2 separate regions of the Mus musculus genome follow, and region 1 is linked to region 2. Evidence: chromatin contacts called from public Micro-C data. All regions are on one chromosome and are shown on one strand. Each heading gives the region's core, a stretch centred on a gene start, on an enhancer-like site or on the middle of the called end of the contact. The rest is flanking DNA. Distances are from core to core; before and after follow the strand shown. Region 1 overlaps Tenm3 (teneurin transmembrane protein 3). Region 2 overlaps Tenm3 (teneurin transmembrane protein 3).

Region 1 (2,927 bases), core at 84-2,583, 120 kb before region 2:
TAAAATTATGTTGCATTTTGAACTACATTTAATAAAAAAAAATAGGCATCTTGTGGGTGTTTGACATTAAATGAAGTGATCACCTTTCTATTACAAAACTATATTTGTCAGTTCAGTATTACACATGTCCAAAGCTAAGTCGTACAAAGATCTTAGATGTTACAATGACTTGTGATATTTAGCAGATTGTTTACTGGTGAACTTTCCCACAGTTACAATGCAATATTGTGCTCATATTTTGAAATCGTTGAGCCCCTTATGATTCTGGTTTGGAACAAACTATTTGTGCCACAGATCTAATGGCAGGAGTCGCTCTGGTCACCTAGGACTTCACTCCAAAAGCTGTGGTTCTACAGCACACTGAAATTGGAAAATCTGTTCTGTGTGTGTTCTAATGGATGTCACGGTCATTAAGTCTCTGACGCTGTAATCGGATGTGATTCAGTCTGTTAAGTATCCACGCAACAACATCTGCTTCACGGAGTGACCTTCTGCTACGGAATGTTTAGCGTCTATTAGTGGATCATAGCACGGAGCCGCCTTGTTTGAGATGCACTAAACTAGAGCAGTCTACTGCTGTTTAGCAACTAGCTTGTAATAATTTATTGCTGTTAAATAAAGCTTAAAAAAACTCCATTAAATAATTACAGGGATTATATGCATTTCGAAAACCTTTGTGTTTTACCAAAATCACCCATTTAATTTCAGGCTCGGTTTGTTTAAAAAAAAAAAAAAAAAAAAAAAAGCTGAAATCTAAAGGCACATTAGGGGAGCTGTCAGGTGATGTTTTCTGTAGGTGTTAATAAAGCCAGATGAAAAAAAAACTGAAACAAATTAAAACCAAAAGCAATTTTGCCATCTGTTGTATATTAATTAGAACTTTGCGTATCAAGGGTAAACTTGGTCTTTGAGAATGTCACTGAGCAGTCCCTTAATAGAATAATATGCAAATGTGTTAGGTTGTGGGTTTCTGTGCAGTTTTTTAAATTCTAATTTATCCGATGCAGCTCTGCAAGAAAAGTGGCAGTGCGGATGCACCTACATACACACAGAAATGTATAATGAATTTCCCTTTGTCTCTCTCCTTCCGCAGAGCAACCTTCAAACAACCCAGGGCAACCCACCCTGCAGCCTTTGCCGCCATCCCACAAGCAGCACCCGGCGCAGCATCACCCGTCCATCACTTCCCTCAATAGAAACTCCCTGACCAATAGAAGGAACCAGAGTCCGGCCCCGCCGGCTGCTTTGCCCGCCGAGCTGCAAACCACACCCGAGTCCGTCCAGCTGCAGGACAGCTGGGTCCTTGGCAGTAATGTACCACTGGAAAGCAGGTAACACCTCCCGCTCGAAGCCCTCACATCATTGGATCAGTAAGGCCGCTCGGTGCACAGGCTGCTACGATTTACAACGGGGCACATTTTGACGCCTTCAAAGTTCAAAAATAAACTAGCCCAACGCTTTTCTCACTAACAGAAATGTATCGTAATTATACGCCCCCCCCCCCTTACCCCGGTGTTTTGCCGTTTTTAAAGATCAGTTCCAGATTGCTGGAAATTTCTTAGATGCTGAATCAGTGAGCTTTTTCATCTTTTCACACATTTCATTCCTTATAAGAGGTGAGACTGTCGCCTCCGTGATACAATTCTCAACTGCTGTTTTCTCCCACCCCCTCACTGATTGGGCAGGTGGGGAGTGGAAGGGGTTATAAACAGCGGTTGTGGGTCCCATGAGCCTTGACTCGGTGATCGTGTGGACAGCTGACTGGTTCTAGACTTCCTCCGCCTAGACGTTGCCCGTGGTTCCTAAACAAATAGTGCCCCTTCCCCAAGTACAACACTTAAGAATGACCTCGAGTTAAAACAAAAATGTCTTTGCTTTCTTGCAATGGGGAGGGGGGGAGCAAGCTCACTCTTTAAACTTCGTTCCTGCAATGTTTTCAAAGATACTCAAAATAAAGGTCTGTGGGACCCTTAAAGAAATGCCCTTTTCCAATGAGCTTCTGGGTCATATACTCCTTAGTTCTATTGGGAAATGAAGTTCTTCCCTTATAGGAAGCGGGATCCATACCCCTAAAAATTCTGTTCTCTGTTTGTGATCAGACAAGTGGTTATCTGGAACTCAACACCCCACCCCACCCCCCAAAACAAACCATTTTGATGCATTTCTTGTCTTCTGGATCCATCTCTAACATATTGGTAGTATATTCTGAAAAGGGTTCTGAAATTAGAACTTCCTGCATGGGCCAGGTCACTGTGGCTGTCTGCTCATCTGAAAATATAACTTGATGAAAATTATCCTAAGCGAATCTACTTGGTGATTAAATATCTCCTGGCTGATACAACTCGTGTTTTTTGTTTGTTTGTTTGCTTGCTTGCTTCTGTTTTTTGTTTGTTTTGTTTTGTTTTGTTTTTTTCTGTGGACAGCACTGGGACAGTCATTAGCTCCTTGGTGTTGGGTGTTGTATGAACAAAGTGTTAGGCTTTTCCTTGTCCGTCTTTTCCGGGCAGCCTGGCAGCAAGCATCCTCTACCATGGCTGCCGTTTATTTCTGTGATTCACTAGCTTTTTATTAGGCTCAGAGGAAATGCATTATCACCATCTAAAAGCTCAGAAATGGTGAACTCTGGACCCAGAGAATGCCCTTTCCCCCTACACCCCCAATGTCAAACAGAGCCCATGGCTAATGCCAGCATTTAAATGAACTTCTAGGTTGAGAAAGCCATCACATGATGAATACACTGTTATTTCCTGCCATCGGTTGTGTGAGCTATACCAATTCTGTCCCGAGGAGGAGCTAGCGGAAGGTTCTCACTGTTAGTTATAAAGGATAAAAATCATTCCGTCTTCTCTTTCACCGTCGACCTTAACAAAGTTACAAGGAACTCTTGGTTTTTAACTGCACCGCCAGCTAAGAGTAGTTGAGTTTTA
Region 2 (3,127 bases), core at 498-2,997:
CAGAGGACAGCTTTCGGGAGCCAGTTCTCTCCTTCCACCATGTGGGTACTGGAAATCAGACTCAGGTCAGACACACACCTTGGTAGCAGGCATGTTTACTCACTGAGCCATCCTGCCAGCTTATCAGCACTGTTACCTCCTGTCTCGGTTTGCCATCAGATAAGGAAAGGGCAAACTCAGTATAGTATAAAGCAAATAAACTTTAGGATACTTTTTAAATAAAGTAGGTTTTTTTTTACTTGTATAAATAAAATATAGACATCATCTAAATATTTTTTCATCTGGATTTTCCATAAGATCCCCTGCTCCTTGCTGGTAAAGTAGCTACAAACTGTCTTGTCAGTTACCCAAGAATGTTTGATATCTTCACAATAGTTTTCATTAATCTATTTTAAGACATACAGTTACCAAGAGATCCAGTTTTATGTATTTAACTGGTGATCAGACTATGGGCTTAAAGGGGGGGGGGGGCATGGCAGTGACTGACAGCCACTCGCATATCACATGGGTGGTGATAAGCCTCATGCAGAATATATTCAGGCCCAAGAAGCATTCCAAGACCTGCATCACCGAACCATTTGATCACTGCTCCAGGCCTCTAAAGCGTTCGCTTATCCTGGTTACCTAATGTTAAAGAGACGGTGATCCTGAGACATGAGAAACCTCTGTTGTCATAGCAAGGCACATCATGTAAAATGCACCGGACGGAACATACTCTGAAGAGATGGCAAATGATATCATGGAACAAGTGATAATAAACCAGCAGCATAGTCATTTATTACCGCTATTAAATGCTATGTACTTGATGGCATGTTCCTTGCAGCCCAGTTTTCTGTGACTGGCAGCGCGCTGGGCAAGCAGGTCACACTAGCAGGCAGCAGCGCTAGGTCTTTTGAGACCACTGACTTGCGTGCAGCTCCTTGTTAACAGAAATGTGTCATGTGGTGCGTGACTGTGAGCCACCAAGTGTTCCTTTGTAATATTCTTAGCAAGAAGACATTGGTGACTGTACCCATGCTCCTTTATGTCACGAATATCGTAGGTCTATGTTCCATGGTTGACATTTTTATAACCTCCATGATTATGACTAATTTACATTTGCTATTTTGTTGTTGTTGTTGTTGTTGTTTTAATAATACTGCATTTTAGGGGTAGTAAAGAAAGAAATCAATTTGAGAAATGCCTTACTCCCTGCTAGAATGTAATTTACCCTTCTTAGAAGAACTGTTTCTATGGGAGATGGCTGGCTAAACTCACCCACTTTATGTTAGCGTGTTTGTGATGGCTTCTTCACATCTCTCCCTTTGCAGTCCTTTTCCGAATTTTAGAGCTTCAACGTACAAGGGTCCCTGTCTGTTTTCTCTGTGTGCCTAGTATGGGAACTCCTGGGGCATTTCTCTAAAACATAGACAGTTTCAATAATTGTGTTTACAACTGTCTTGATTCCTTCCTGCTAATAAGGTGTTCTAATCAGTACTGCACATTCCTCACTGGGAATAAATGGTAAACATGATTACTTTCAACTGTTCTCAATCTAGCCCTTTACTTTCTGTAAAAGCAGATTCCAGTACGATGTCTGTATTTCATTGGGCTTCCAAAAGGATGCCTCGCAAAGATAGCCATCAGATACACAGTGGCAAATTAACTGCCATGAAACAAACCCGCCAGTAGACACAAGTCACCCCACGCTGTGCGTGGCACACGGAGCAGATCGGGCTAGCCGGCTAACCGGTTTGCTGCTTCCTCTGCAGACGGACTCATTGACTGCATGGATCCTGATTGCTGCCTCCAGAGCTCCTGCCAAAACCAGCCCTACTGTCGTGGCTTGCCTGATCCTCAGGATATCATTAGCCAAAGCCTTCAGACACCATCTCAGCAAGCTGCCAAGTCCTTCTATGACCGAATCAGTTTCCTGATTGGATCGGATAGCACCCACGTGCTCCCTGGAGAAAGTCCGTTCAATAAGAGGTTAATGCTTGCTTTCCTCATAAGGGTCTTGAGAACAGTTCTGCAGGCTTTGTGTGAAATGCTGATGGGTGTGTTTGAGAAAACTGCTTATATGTGGTTTTTTTTTCCTTTTTTGCAAAATTCTTCATCAAACTTCCCATTTTGAGCATTTTTGACACTGTTCACATACTTTGTCAATTTCAATACCTGACATTTAACAGGACATCCCGTTAAGGAGTCAATAAATCTTCATTTAACCAGCTGATTTTTTTTTTTTTTGAGCCCAGTTGGAAACATTTCAGAAAGCATGATGAAAAGACCCCAAAAGGCAAAGAGAAGTGCACTTCTTTTTTTTTTTTTTTTTTTTTAAGCTGGGCTCACTAAATAATTATGAATTAATGTAATGGAGCTGCTAACGGCATGGCAGTAAGGTTGCATAAGCTGTTTGACTGGTGTTTTACAGAGCAGTAATGACCTGAAAATCAACCAGAAACTGAAAGCAGGTGTCTCGCGTCTCGCTGGGCAGAGGCAGATGATTTACGCAGAACTCCTGGGTCTGCAGCCATTGACGGCAATCATGCACCGAGCCCCAGGAGCAGCTTAGAAGCTGCTGCACACGTGTTTCTCATTGCCCACTTAAATCTTGTACTTTGTGGTCCCAGCAGATTTACAGATTGCCCTGGAATTCATTGGAAAGGATACTTTTCTTCTAGAAGTCATATATATGTTATATGGGGGGAAAAAGGGCATCAATTATAATTTTTAAAATTACTAGTCTTGGTAATGCTCCAAAATAAATAGATTGCAGCAAATTAAAACTCGGGGTGAACACCAGGCATTTAGAGAAATAAATTACACTGAATTTAAAGGAAGATGGTCTTGGGGCTATTTCAGATCTGCTTTTTTTTTCTTTTTTTCTTTTTCTTTTTTCTTTTCTTTTTTTTGTGAATAGCCCTTGATTGTTTATGATATTTTTACCTTTGGCTTGACTTATCTATTAATCATGATAATGTTGGCCAGGGAAAACAGAGATTCATTCAGTCTTTTGTACTTTTCCCACAGTCTTGCGTCCGTCATCAGAGGCCAAGTACTAACAGCTGATGGAACCCCACTTATTGGCGTCAACGTGTCGTTTTTACACTACTCGGAATATGGATATACCATTACCCGCCAGGATGGA

What was found. A called contact is a pair of places that touch in the nucleus more often than the background predicts.
Region 1: a contact with region 2 is called in a Micro-C map of muscle stem cells, with 2.5 times the contacts expected there. The contact joins two enhancer-like sites. A contact is called at or near these places in 6 of 484 Hi-C or Micro-C datasets (cerebral cortex, female germline stem cells, forebrain and 2 more) and 1 of 9 other capture datasets (pancreatic islet).

What each region holds. Positions count from the first base shown.
Region 1 is chr8:48,415,412-48,418,338 of GRCm38.p6, reverse strand. It overlaps Tenm3 (teneurin transmembrane protein 3), which reads left to right. Exons shown (of 27, transcript NM_001145937.1): 3 at 1,094-1,331. Among named protein-coding and RNA genes, the nearest start is that of Gm51531, 100 kb to the right of the region's middle. Within about 2 kb of position 1,333, at least 3 of the 459 cell types and tissues checked have an H3K27ac peak or open chromatin away from gene starts, as enhancers often do. A contact at or near this core is called in muscle stem cells, where this site is marked.
Region 2 is chr8:48,299,596-48,302,722 of GRCm38.p6, reverse strand. Tenm3 (teneurin transmembrane protein 3) reads left to right here. Exons shown (of 27, transcript NM_001145937.1): 13 at 1,752-1,968; 14 at 3,010-3,127. Among named protein-coding and RNA genes, the nearest start is that of Gm51531, 11 kb to the left of the region's middle. Within about 2 kb of position 1,747, at least 34 of the 459 cell types and tissues checked have an H3K27ac peak or open chromatin away from gene starts, as enhancers often do. A contact at or near this core is called in muscle stem cells, where this site is marked.